Regions from separate parts of the Rattus norvegicus genome. Here region 2 is linked to region 1. Evidence: chromatin contacts called from public Hi-C data. All regions are on one chromosome and are shown on one strand. The core of a region is the stretch at or near the end of the contact, and the rest is flanking DNA. Distances in the headings are between cores, read along the strand shown. Region 1 overlaps Iqsec3 (IQ motif and Sec7 domain ArfGEF 3). Region 2 holds the start of Iqsec3 (IQ motif and Sec7 domain ArfGEF 3).

Region 1 (6,291 bases), core at 2,502-5,001:
CCCCAGCTTTGATGAACTGAAGTATGTGTCTCCCCGAAGTTACTTCTGTGAAGTATTTTACTAAGCGATAAGTGACTAATGTCTCTGAAAGAACATAACAAGCCAGTCCTCTGTTAATATCTTTTATGAGATATTAACCATTACCTGCAAGTTTTGTAAGACTTTCAGAGAAGAGACTGGCCCCGCAGGGGACTGCACAGACTCCGAGAACACTCCTGGGTAAGCCTGGCCACCTTCCCCATCTCCCTAGTGTTCCCTGCTTCTCTGTGACTGGTGCTAATTGGCTCTCCCTGAGGGATTCTATCTCCCCCAGATGCACAGTGGAGGTCTGGGCGGTGCCTTGGAGAACATCTGGACATATTCAGTCAGTAACCACGGATATGTGAGGAGACTCTTGATTGTCAGAAGTTATCAGGGAGGTGGCATGGTTCCTACCTCCCACTTCAGAGCCCACTTGGGACTATCCCACGAGAAAGCTCGCACTCCTGGCTTCTTATCTCCACTTCACACCCCCTAGACCTTCCCAATGCTCTGGGCCTGGCTAGCTGGTTGTCTTGCTTTCAACCCATGCACTAAATAGCGCCTAAGTACAAGGTTGGGCCAAGGACCTGCTGAGAGTGGCTGGCAATGCAAATGATTGTACTGTGCTGTTCTGGGGTGAGGCACTGGGTAGTTTTGCGTCAACTGACATGAGCGAGAGTCATTTGGAAGGAGGGAACCCCAAGTGAAAAAATTCCCCCACCAGACTGGTCTGTGGGCGAGTCTGTAATGCAGTTTCTTGATTGATGATTATTATGGGAAGGACCAGTTCACTGTGGGTGGGGCCATCCTTGGATGCTATAAGAAAGTAGGCTGAGTAAGCCATGGGGAGCAAGCCAGTAAGCAGCACCCCTCCATGGGCTTCACAACTCCTGCCTCTAGATTCCTGCCTCGTTTGAGTTCCTGCCCTGACTTTTCACAGTGATGATCTGTAAATTGGAACTGTAAGCCAAAATAAAACCTTTTCCTCCACAGATGGTTGTGTGTGTGTGTGTGTGTATGTGTGTATGTTTGGCATTTATCGCAGCAGTAGAAACCCTGACAATGACAGGGAACCACACTGTAAAAGCAGAATCAAAACTATTTCTTTGTAGCTAAGTGTGGTGGCGAGCACCTATAATCTCAGGACTTGGAGGCTGGGTGGGAGGATCACATGATCAAGGGCAGCTGGGCTCTCCCCTTCCGTCCTCTAAAATCCTTCATACCTATTACAGGTTCTATGCAGAGAAAGGACAAGTTCTACAAACACAAAGAAGATACATCTTGCATTGCTTTGGCCATAAAGAACTCTTAGGGGACGTGCAACTTCAGCTGAGAGCTGAAAGATGAGTTGTGCTGTTGAGGTGAAGTAGGTAGGCTGAGGAGACCCAGGAGGCCGATGAAGACACCAAGGTTGTGGCAGACAAGGTTGGAGAGTGTGCAAAGCAGAGAGGAGGGGAACCCGGAGGATACAGAGGCTTGGGGTGAACGGGATTTTCACCTGCCAGTTAGGAGGAGTCTAGAGTTTATCCTGATTTCATGATTTCTCTGGTTGCTGGGGGCGGGGGCAGGGAGAAATGAGAGGGAGGGAGCAGTGAGCAAGATGGTGCGGGGAGCAGGAGGGGGGGAGGGAGCCCAGTAAAGATGCTACTTCCCAGCTAGAAGTGCTAGGCTGAGTCTAGGGTGAAGCTGAGGGTGGTGGGGGTGAACTGTTCAGAGAAATCTGGGGCAGAGGGTGGAGAGGATGACGGAGCTATGCACAGGGAGCCCAGGATGAGTCCCATAAATCAGCAACTGAAGGTGAGCAGGAGGCTAGACTGAGGCATTAGCTCGGGACACTAAGCTAAGGAGGTTGTGTTGAATTGTATTTCTCTTTTCCTTCTGCCCCCTTTCCTTCCTTCCTTTTCTTTTTTCTTTCTTTTCTTTTTTCGTTCACTCTTTCCTTTTGCCAAAGCCAGGAGTAGAGCTACAGACTTATACACAACTCTACCACTGAGCCTCACTATAGCCAGGCAAACCCTCATGAAGACCCACTGCGTGTCTCTTTTAGTGTACGGATAAAAGCCTGTGTGGCTGGCTTCCTGTTGCCCGGTCTCTCCCTTTGCCTCTGCTTTTGTTTGGAGCCAAACTTCAAGAAGACATCCGTGTTCATGCTGTCTTGTGTCCTGGCCTCTCTTCACGTTCTAATCCAGTGTATGTTCTCATCAGCCTGTTACATATCTCTTGTCAAGGCCACCACTGGTCACCCTGTCACCAAGTCCAGCGGACTCCATTTGTCATGCCCTCAGATATGGGGAGCATTGCCTCCTTCTGGGGGTGATTCCTTTCTCTTTCGAGGTACTCATCCTCTACCTGACTTCTGTCTTAGAGGTGGCCCCCAGGCCTTTCTCCCTGTATTTCTCTAGGAGACCTTGCCAAGTCCAGTGGTTTCTACTGCCTCCTGTAGCTCAGAGTTGATTAGGTTGTCTCTTACACTGAGTCCCCTTATTGCTGGGTCTCCATTGCTCATCTCCATTGTTTATAAGAGTTGATGACAGTGCTACCAAGCTGGGGGCAACTGACTCACCATCGCCTCTGCATCCCAGTGGAGCATCAGTGGTACCCTTTTTTCTGGTTGACTCATCTGAGGTCTGAATGGGTGACAGTCATGAGGATGCAGGATGTCCCAACTTCTCTTGAACAGATGACAGGCTGTGCATCTTTTGTTTTACCTGATATTTGACAGTTTGATTTGCTTAAGCAAATATTTGGCAATGCCAAGTTTGATCCGTTCTGCAGATGAGATGTCCTAGGTGCAGCATGCCCTTCCACTTTAGACTGCAATGACACGTGCGTGCATCAGGAACTATCTGCACCAATCCTATGAGCCCGAGCCTGGCACGGACACAGTTAGTTCCATGCAAAGATGAGTGTCCTGAATTCTCACCCACTCACGTGGCCACTCAAGGTAACACAGCTCTCTGCTTTCCTCCCACACCCGCCACAGGCTCTGAGATCCACCCACTTCTCTCCTGCTACAGCTAGAGCTGTGGCTAGTGACCTGGCCTTTTCTTACTCCCTGCCTCCAGGCCATCCTGGAGAAACATCCTCCCGGGACACTTGCCCGGTCTTCACAGGTTCCTGTTTGCTTTTCTTCAGAATCTTCCACATCCCTTGTATGATGTTTCCCAGCAGAGCATGCCCTTAGCATCCTGCTCCTCCTGCCTCCTTCCTGTCAGTCTTGCCTTCATGCTGCCTCACCCCAACCTTGTAGGTCTGTGGTCTCCCCAGTTTCCATGGTTCTCTGGACTTGTCTTGTGTCTACTTTAGAAATTCCTTGCATGGTTAGATCATGTGATCTCGGCTGTGCTTCAGGATAGGCGAGCTGGTCTCATCTTTGCCTCTCTAGCGGATATACGAGGCAGTAACCTTTCTGGATGATCATGTGGGGGAGTGAGAATCAGTTGGAAGAAGCAGGATCCTGTGCCTTTGAACGTTAGCTGGAGAAGAAGCTCAAGGACCCTTGAAAACTCCGCCCAGGGGCCTAGGGTCTCTTAGTATTCTCTGCCAAGATGATCTGGAATTGACCCCAGACCTCTGCCAGGGAGATGTCCTGGAGGGTTGCCGGTGCTGGCCAGTGATGAGAAGCAGCGTGGGTCACATGCATTTCTTGCCTCCCCCCAGCTGCAGAAGCAGCTGAGTGTGTGATGAGAACTGGAGTGTGTGGACACGCACTGATTGGACGGCTTTCAAGAGAGTCTGGACCTGCTCAAGAGGGCTGTGGATGAATCAGCCAGTGAATCGGGGTGGGGGTGGGGAGAGAGGTTTGCTTGGGCTTCCTTCTTGCCTGTATGTTTTGTGGGTGTGGGGTTTGGGGGGGTGGCGTGAGGGCTGCAGCAAACAGCTCAGGAGGGCTTGGACTCAGAGCCAGCTGTTCTTGCATCTGTATGAACAGTACACTCTTGCATCAAATTGCTTGTTAACACTGATCTGTTCACGCAATCAATTCGCGTTGCGGGGAAATGAAGCATCCTACACGACTGTGATCAAAACGGATTGCGTCATCTCAGGACCTTTTTTTTTTTTTTTTAAAGGAGAGCAAGACAGTGTCTGGCAGACAAAGGAACTGGATGGGAGCTGAAAATAGGTAACAGCAACAGCAGGGATTTTTTTAATTGGCCAGAAGAGATGGTAAAGATATTGTCAGTCAGGCCTGGCTGAGGCCTGGGAGGAGGCAAGTAGCTGCGCTTCAGGCGAAAGGCCGCAAGACGCACAAGCCCTTCTTTTCTTCTGCAGTGCTCGCTTACACAATTTAATTAAAAACATCCTCATCCGCTGGAGGGTTATTATTTTTTTTTCCTGGTCAAAACTCATAACATGCTCTGTAAAGGTCTTTTAGAAAAGAGAATAGGGCCAAGAAAACAGAATGAGAGGATGCTGACTCAGGGACCAACCAGTGTTCCCGTGATGGCACTGGGGCATGAAGAGCTTCCAAAAGAATGGCTGCCAGGTACACAGCCAGGAGTCAAGAGCTCTCCGAGGTAGCCACCAGACAAATCGGCAGTCACTGTGGATGCCAGAACTGATTTTTCTCCTGCTGAACTTGGCAGCATCCTGGTGGGCAGAGGTCATGAGTCCCAAACATGTCTTAGAATCTCCTGGTGCTCATATTAAGCCTGGATTACCCGGCCCCTGAGTTTCTCATTCAGTGGACCTGGAGCAGAGACAGAGTTTGCATCTCCAGTAGGCTTCCAGGTGATACTGATGTTGCCAGTTCTGGCGCCACATTTTGAGAAGTAAGACTGTGCGCTGTAACAATGTGGGGCATGGAAAGAGGTCAGGCCCTTGGGTTGGAGTCTGGCTTCTGCTGTGCAGCAGCCTGGCTCAAGCTACTAAGTGTCAATGTGCCTTACTTCCCTCACTTACAGAATGAACACAACACCAGTATGGCCTGTCTTCTGGGCAGGGCTGGTATGAGTTTTAAGATGATGACGTTCACAAAGGTCCAGGCATAGCAGGACTTCGTAAGTAATGGCTTACACTGTGTTTCTTCAGATCGAGCCTGTGCTGACATGTTGACAAGTGAATGGTTTGAAGCTCCTTTTAGCTGAGGTGCTGAGAAAAACCCCTTTGGATACCAGCAGCTAACTGCCTGAAATGGCACCGTCAGCCAGCTATCTGCGGGCATTTTAAAATGCACACCAAGCAGGAGAAACTGGATCTAGTGCAGGCCTCGTGAGACTTGGGAATCACACCCTCTGCTCTGCTCTTTCCCAGATGAGAAGATCAGCAGAGAAGAGGGATGGAGTTTGTGCCTGATTCCGCTCAATTTCCACTGACCAGCGGGCAAGTCAATTCTCTCTGGGTCGGTTCTACCCGGGCAAGATGAGAGGACTAAGCTATAGCTGAACCCCCACGGGCTTTCTGGTGCCTGGATTCAGAAGCAGGAAGTCACAAGAACCGTGAACGTCTCACATCATGCTTCTTGTGGAGTGGGGCACAGACATTGGTGTGTTGTGGGATTATGGGATCGTTCTGCCTGGCTGCAGGCCTTAGCCATCTGTAAGCTGTGCAACTGAGGGGAAGCTCCCTAACCTCTCTGTTCCTTGGCTCCTGAATTATTAGAAATGGGCGCTCCCACTGCTGCCACTGAGATGTAAGGATGGAATGGGAGATTTCTGGAGCTGTGCCCGCCCTCAGCGCATCCTGAATACTGTGCGTCACAGATATTCCTGTAGAAGTCGTTAGAATAGGATGACTCCCTAGAAGTCTCATGGTAGAGTGGTTAGTAGGAGCCGCCAATAGAATGTTGCCCAGAGGGTGGGAATGGCCCCTCCTGTGTTGCTTTATGAGAGACTGGGCTGGAGACATCCATGTGTAAAATCTCAATCCATATGCCGTATGTCTGGATTTGTTCACCCTATCTTTGGGGTCCACAAAGTCTCCAATTCAGGGAGTAAGGGGGTCCTCAACTTTACTTTCATGACTATTACTGTTCAAGAGAGTTCTTATCTACCCATGTCAAGGAGAGAGAAGGGTGCTCACAGAGGTACGATGTCAAAGATTTAAATCTGGAAGGACACCACTGTTCTCCTTCCCTTCCCTTCCCTTTCCTTCCCTTCCCTTCCCTTCCCTTCCCTTCCCTTCCCTTCCCTTCCCTTCCCTTCCCTTCCCTTCCCTTCCCTTCCCTTCCCTCCCCTCCCCTCCCCTCCCCTCCCCTCCCCTCCCCTTTCTCTTCTCTTCTCTTCTCTTCTCTTCTCTTCTCTTCTCTTCACTTCTTTCCTTCCTTCCTTC
Region 2 (6,291 bases), core at 1,093-3,592, 69 kb after region 1:
TGTGAGTAGAGATGAGGCACTCGGCTCTCCTCACTTGCCCCTCCCTCTCCTGTAGCATCACATCATCAAGGCCTCTCGTCTAAAAAGAAGCAATACTGACAGGACCACCGAGCTCTCCCAACACAGAGGAGAAAACAGTCCAGCCCCCTTCATCTCTTCTTCCCAAGTTCCTATACCATGCACCTCACAAGTGAAACCTCGAGGCCCTAGACTCTATGTGGGGACAATTAGCATTCTCCTGGAATCCAAGATGAGGTTTCCTAATAACCAAAGGGAAACGGCTTGCCATAAGAGGCCACAGCAGAGATTTATAGAGGCATTGCATTCAAGAAATTGCCTTTCAGCTGTCTCTGATCTCATTGTTCTCTTCCCACTACCTGAACCCAGATAAGCTTCTGAGTCAGTGGAGAGCTCCAGCCAGGTGAGTCCTCAAGCTGTAACAGAGACATCCAGGAGTCTGGAGGTTGTTTCTGTGTAGCCTTCGGCACCGTAGGGACTCAGCATAAAGATGTTCACTTGGGTCAGAAGGGAGAAAGCTTCCCCAAGTGAGCCACTCCTGGCTCTGACTGCCACTGCATCAGATAAAGAGACAGCTCCTTCCCCTGGGCAGTGCTGTCTCCCACCATTCATCTTCCTGAATCCTGCTCCCCTGCCTCTTCACATCCCCTCCCGTTCTTTGCTTTATCCTAGCCACTCTAATCCTTGCTGCTGGACCCCAGCTCCTATAAAGCCCTTAAACCTGATCAAGCCTATCTTCGCTCTTTATTTAAACAGTTGTACTATGCAAACTCCCTTCCGAATTTTTCCTGGCTTAAATCTTTCAATGGTTCCCTGTTTGGCTTAATTTTTGCTCCCAACTTCCTTCCAATTTTTATTTTCTTTAATTCCTGGACATTACCAATATCCCCACCAGTTAAAGCCCATTCCTCTCATTCTTTCCCCCAAAGATGGTCCATATACTTCCTTTTGCTCCAGCCACCACAAACCTCCCAGAGCGGATCTCAAGCCCTCCTTTGCGGGACTCTCCTTGACACATTTTTAACCAAGGCATTTTTGCCCGCTTCACTTCACAGTACTCAAGTCCTTCACTCTTACACGCAGATTTTCCCTATTTCCTCACACCCACTTGCTTCTTGCTTCTCCCACCTCCTCGTCCCCACTCACTTGGGTCTCCTGCTCAGGACGCCCTTGCCGAGGGCGGCGGGGGATGCGTGCTGAAGCAGGGCTCCCGCGGCAGCACAACAACTCGAGGGACGCTCCTTCTCCTTGTCAGCTACGGCCCCGGGTGCCACCGGGTGCTGGTGGGGCGACTGGGGAGTCTGAACCCTGCTGCTGGGGGCCGGCTGTGGCTGTGCCAGGAGCTGTCCGTGGTGCTGAAGCGGCGGCTCCGGCGTGGCGGGTATGAGCTGTCCGTGGTCCTGAAGCGGTTCCTGGGCCGCAGTGGCGGCCGGAGCAGTGGCTGCAGGAGCCGGCAGTGGGGCAGACGGCGGGGGAACCAGCCCAGGCGGAGGCTGGGCTTGCAGCAGCTGCTGGTGTTCCCACAGGCTGCGGTTCTCCGCGCTCAGCTCGTCTAGACGCCGCTCCAGCTCATCGATGCGCTGGCGCTGGGTATGGATGAGGCTTTGCTGGTTCTGCACGATGGCCGTGAGCTCCTTAAGGTAGAGCACGGCGCGCACCGGGTTCTCCAGCAGGCTCTCCATGCCGCCCGCCGCCGCCTGCGCCCTGCCTGCGCCTAGGCGGGCGGCGGGGAGCGTGAGCGCGCAGGAGCCCAGCAGCCCAGCAGCTCTGTCGGTCGGTGGCCTCCCTCCCTCTCTCTCTCTCCCTCCCCTTCCCGCCGTCGCCTGCGCGTCACCGCCACACAGGCATTCGCACACGCACTAAGGGGCGGACCGGCGCCAGGGCCCACCTCCCACCTCTGGGCTTCGTGAGGAACTCTGCTTCCCGCGGGGGCGTAGGGGAGGCGGGGGCGAAGGGAGAGCAAAGAGGAAGAGGTTCGGTCGAGCAAGATACTCTGTGAGATTCCAGGATGGAGATCAGTTCTACCGGTCAACCCGAGCAGAAGAGCTGGGAAAGTGCTAGGGAACGAAGACAAAAAGGAAGCCTTCTGAGAAAAAGGAAGAATAAGGAGGGGGGAGGCTGGCACTGACGAAGAGAGGCATATAGGCACCCAGCTCGAAAAGGTCACAATCACATTTTCCTGTATCTAACTCGGAGGCAGGGCCCATTTTTAAGACCTTCTGAGGAGGACATACCTGCCTTTTTGATGCTCAACAATTTGCTTTGTGGGGTGTCTGTGAACAGTTAATAGACTCTAGAAAACAATGCGTGTGTCTGTTGCTTAGTTCTGGCAGGGGTAAGTTAAGGCAGGAAGGCTGCTCATGCAGTGATTTTCTCTGGAAATGAGAGCTCATGGCTCTTTGGACCATTAGCAGAAACAGAAACAGAACAGGGCGTCTGAGGCTCCCGCTTCCAGAACCTTCTGAAGCAACCACTGTGTTTGACATCTAGAAAGTGCATGCAATTAGAAAACACTGGACTAGGTGATGGTATAATAAAAACTATTAGGATGGGTTTGTTGGCTTCTTGTAGCTTACAAGCAGTGGTCAAAAGACTTAATACTTAATTTTGAAAGGTGGTAGTAAGACAGAGTGGTGACCAGAGTGTGGTAGGAGTCACCAGTCTGGGGATCTGGGAATGCTTCTTAGGAGAATTAACATTGAGGAGGGAAGGGTTTTCCTGGAAGCTCAGAGACATGAATCAACATGGAATTATCTGCTCATTTCTGCAGTATTTGCATGGAACCTCTACCGAATGCAGCATTAGAATAGGTCAGCAAGCAGGAAAATTAAGGCAGGAAGTCTGCTAGTGCTGGGTTTTCTCTAAAAATGAGGTCTTGGGCATTTGGAGTAATAATTCATATGCAACAATCTGTATTCATCCTGACTACACAGCTCCATGGATTTTGACAGTATATAACCAATCACTCATCACCACAAACACAACTGTTAGATGTAATTAGCACCCCTCTGCTCTGCTCAACTTCTCGTCCCCGGCCCCAGCTAAGCACGCATCTGCTTCCCCTAAACACACATTAGGTTTGCCTGTGGTGGAATTTAATATTAACGAAGTCACATAACGTATGCTTGCTTGTGTCTGATGTGTCTGTGGTCCGTCCATTCTGTTACAAGTATCGTTAGTTTCTTTTTATTTCAGAGTGGAGTCAACAACAGACACAGCATAGTTTTTTTACTTCATCCGCTTGCTGATGCTGCTGGTGGACATTTGTGTTTTTGGCACTTCTTGTTTTGCAGGTGCAAGCTGACAAGTGACTCACTTGTTCTGAAACTGAGCTCAGAGGCAGCTTCAGGTTCTCTCTCTCTCTCTCCTCTCTCCTCTCTCTCTCTCTCTCTCTCTCTCTCTCTCTCTCAGTTTAGCCTCTTATTGGTTACTCACTTCCTTGTTATACAATAACACATGATCAGAAGCCTTTTTATCATTTTCCTCAGACCCATTATTTTCCCTAAAACCCCCACATAACTATCTTCTCCAGAAAGCACGATGTGCACATAAACTCACACTTCAGCATCTGCAAAAGTAAGTTATACGTTAACTTTTAACACTCAGAAAAAGGAAAAAAAAAAAAGGGAAAACCTCCAAATCGCAGGTCACCCAGGCATGAACTTGCGGTTACAGCATTACATGAGAGCAGAAAAGTAGCACTTTTATTTTAAGGAAGAAAAGTTCACCGAGTTCATGGCACGGGGGAAACGGTCTGGGTAGTAATAAAAACGTGGCTATCAACAGTGGTCTGCTCTGTGTGTGTGGAATGAGCTGCTATTGCTATTAAAGGACAGGCTGGGTCAGAGTAAAAAACCCAGAATTGGAGCTCTGGGTTGTTTGAAACGCACGTTTTACTTTGGACGAAACTCCCTAGTGACCTTTGCATGGTGGCTGTGCTTCGGTTCCTGGCAGCAGCGCCGAGGCCTCGGGTTTGTCCCCTTGTGAGGCTTCTTTTCTCCGGGTTAGTTCTCCGAAGACTTTTACACAAGCCCAGTTCCTGGGTCCTTGGCTTGCATTTTCCGACAGGAAGTCTATGACCATTCTGACTCCTGTCATGACTCCAAAGAAGGAGAAAAGCAGAAACACTGTGAGTGTGAGTGACGGGGAGTGGAGTGCACAGGCGCTGTCTGGAGACAGCTGCTGTAAATACATTTAAGGGCTTAAAGATATATATGAACACAATGGGGCAAGAAATGTGATTTTAAAAAAAATAGCTAAATGGAATTTCTAAGCAGTGTTTCACCCCCTAGGAATGTAATATCTGAAATGAAATTTGTACTGGCTGCGATTCCCAGCAGATCTATATTGCAGAAGTCAGTGAGAGCAAACATAACCTACCTAGATTGGCTGATGTTTCTCTATAGGTCATTGAGTCTCTGGTGTCATTTTCTCCATTTTCTTTTTTTAATTTTCTATGTTACAGTTTGAAGATTCAAGTGTCTAAGTTTCATCTATTTCTGTTTTCTAAAAAATGTTCTTCCAACTTCTTTCTCTGCTATGGTCATTTTTTCATATTTTGGGTTTTCCTTTTCCTGTCCCTTTACATAGGTAGTAAACTTTTGACATTTTGATTGTGATTGCACTAAGTCCACATCGTGTTATTTTTTTCCTTTAAGAGCACTGTCTGTTCTCCTAAAAAGTAGATACGTTTCTGGGGGGTGTATTGTTTTGAGCTTTGGTAAGTCAAGTCTAGGATGATGGCCACTCTAGCGCTGACTCATCTTTCCTACTAAGGGCTGATCTCTCTTCCTGTGTGTGTGAGTTTAACGTGTTTGGCTCACAGCCCAGCTCAGGGTGGTCCCACTGAGCGCCCTGTTATGGAGTCCCACTGTGTGCATTTCAGGCTGGTAAACGTGAGATGGGATAGAAAGATAGAACATAAGTTGGGAAAGGAGCTCCTCACCTGGGAACCTTGTTGAAGCCTTTTGTCAACCGAGAAACAAGGATTCCAACCCAAGGAGCGACATTTCATAAAGGCTTCTGTCTCTCTCCAGATAAAAGTTTGAAAATTTGTAGAAATTTTGTCAGAAATCCCCTCTATAGTTAAGAGGTGTCTTCCAAACTGGTGCAATTCCAGTGACCCCTGATTCACTCTCACCGGATTAGAACCCCATCAAAGAAACTTCCAAAGCCACCCCATAATTTTACTTAACAAAAAGGTAGCCCTTTAAGATGTAGCTTGAGGTTTACCAACATGGTATATACAGTTAATTTTAAGACACTTATGACTTCTGTAGTGGAATACAATATCGAAGATAAAACATTAGAGGGAAATAATTGTTTTCCACTATAGGCTTCTCTTTTGAAGCCCATGCCCACACACTTGAGTATGTCTTCTTTCCCCCAGAGAAAATGTCTCATTCTCTTAGCCATTGTGCTTAGAATCTAAGGCAAAAAAGTCTTTTAGTAAACTGTAACCTTCCCCTAAGAAGTCCATACCCATGCTTTCACCACACCTGTGCTCTCAGCACACACACAGGCTCTCACCACACCCATGCTCTCTTGCCACACCCATGCTTTCTCAGGTGTATTCTATTCTTTTTCTGAGCATCTTGGGGTTTTTGTTTGTTTGTTTGTTTCAATGAACTCACTCAGCCTCATCCTGATTTGTCCTGAAATTCTCTTCTGCATCTAAACAAGGATCAGTTTATTTGAGCTGAGCTCCCTACAACAGCTAATGACCTCCTCTGGCTTTTGTGAGTTACAGCATGGAGCTGTGTCTCTCTCCTTGGTGCTGTTGACATTTGTCAGCCGATTCAAAGGGGGGGGGGGAATGCTTCAATTTCTGGAGGTCTTTCTTTACTACTATCCTAGCTTGCTTTATATTGATGAGATAAACACCAGGACCACACGCAGCTTGTGGAGGTAAAGGTTTAGTTCAGTTTACAGTTATAGCATACTGTGAAAGGAAGTGAGGACAGGAACTCATGGCAGGAACCTGGAGTCAAGAAAGAAGCAAAGGCCACAGAGCCATGCTGTTTGCTGGCTTACTCTCTATCTATTTCCTCATATAAACCAGGACTACCTGCCCAGGGGCAGCGCTACCCACATTGGGTTGGGTCCTCCTACACCAATGATTAATCAAGAAAGTGTCTCACAGACCTACCCTACAGGCCAGTCTAATGGGGACATTTTCTCAATTGAGGTCTCTTCTTCACAGATAACATTAATTTTTTTCAAGTTGACAAAATTACTAAACAGTACACCTAGTTCTCTTTTCACTCGTGCTTG

What was found. A called contact is a pair of places that touch in the nucleus more often than the background predicts.
Region 2: a Hi-C map of prefrontal cortex shows a contact between it and region 1, with 1.8 times the contacts expected there. The contact joins the promoter of Iqsec3 here to the enhancer-like site in region 1. A contact is called at or near these places in 3 of 12 Hi-C or Micro-C datasets (the A7r5 cell line, frontal cortex and prefrontal cortex).

Annotation. Positions count from the first base shown.
Region 1 is chr4:156,306,725-156,313,015 of GRCr8, forward strand. The region is part of intron 5 of Iqsec3 (IQ motif and Sec7 domain ArfGEF 3); the gene reads right to left. Among named protein-coding and RNA genes, the nearest start is that of Slc6a12, 52 kb to the left of the region's middle. Within about 2 kb of position 3,752, at least 22 of the 93 cell types and tissues checked have an H3K27ac peak or open chromatin away from gene starts, as enhancers often do.
Region 2 is chr4:156,377,054-156,383,344 of GRCr8, forward strand. It overlaps Iqsec3 (IQ motif and Sec7 domain ArfGEF 3), which reads right to left and starts at 2,343. Exons shown (of 14, transcript NM_207617.1): 1 at 1,165-2,343. The coding sequence starts at 1,700.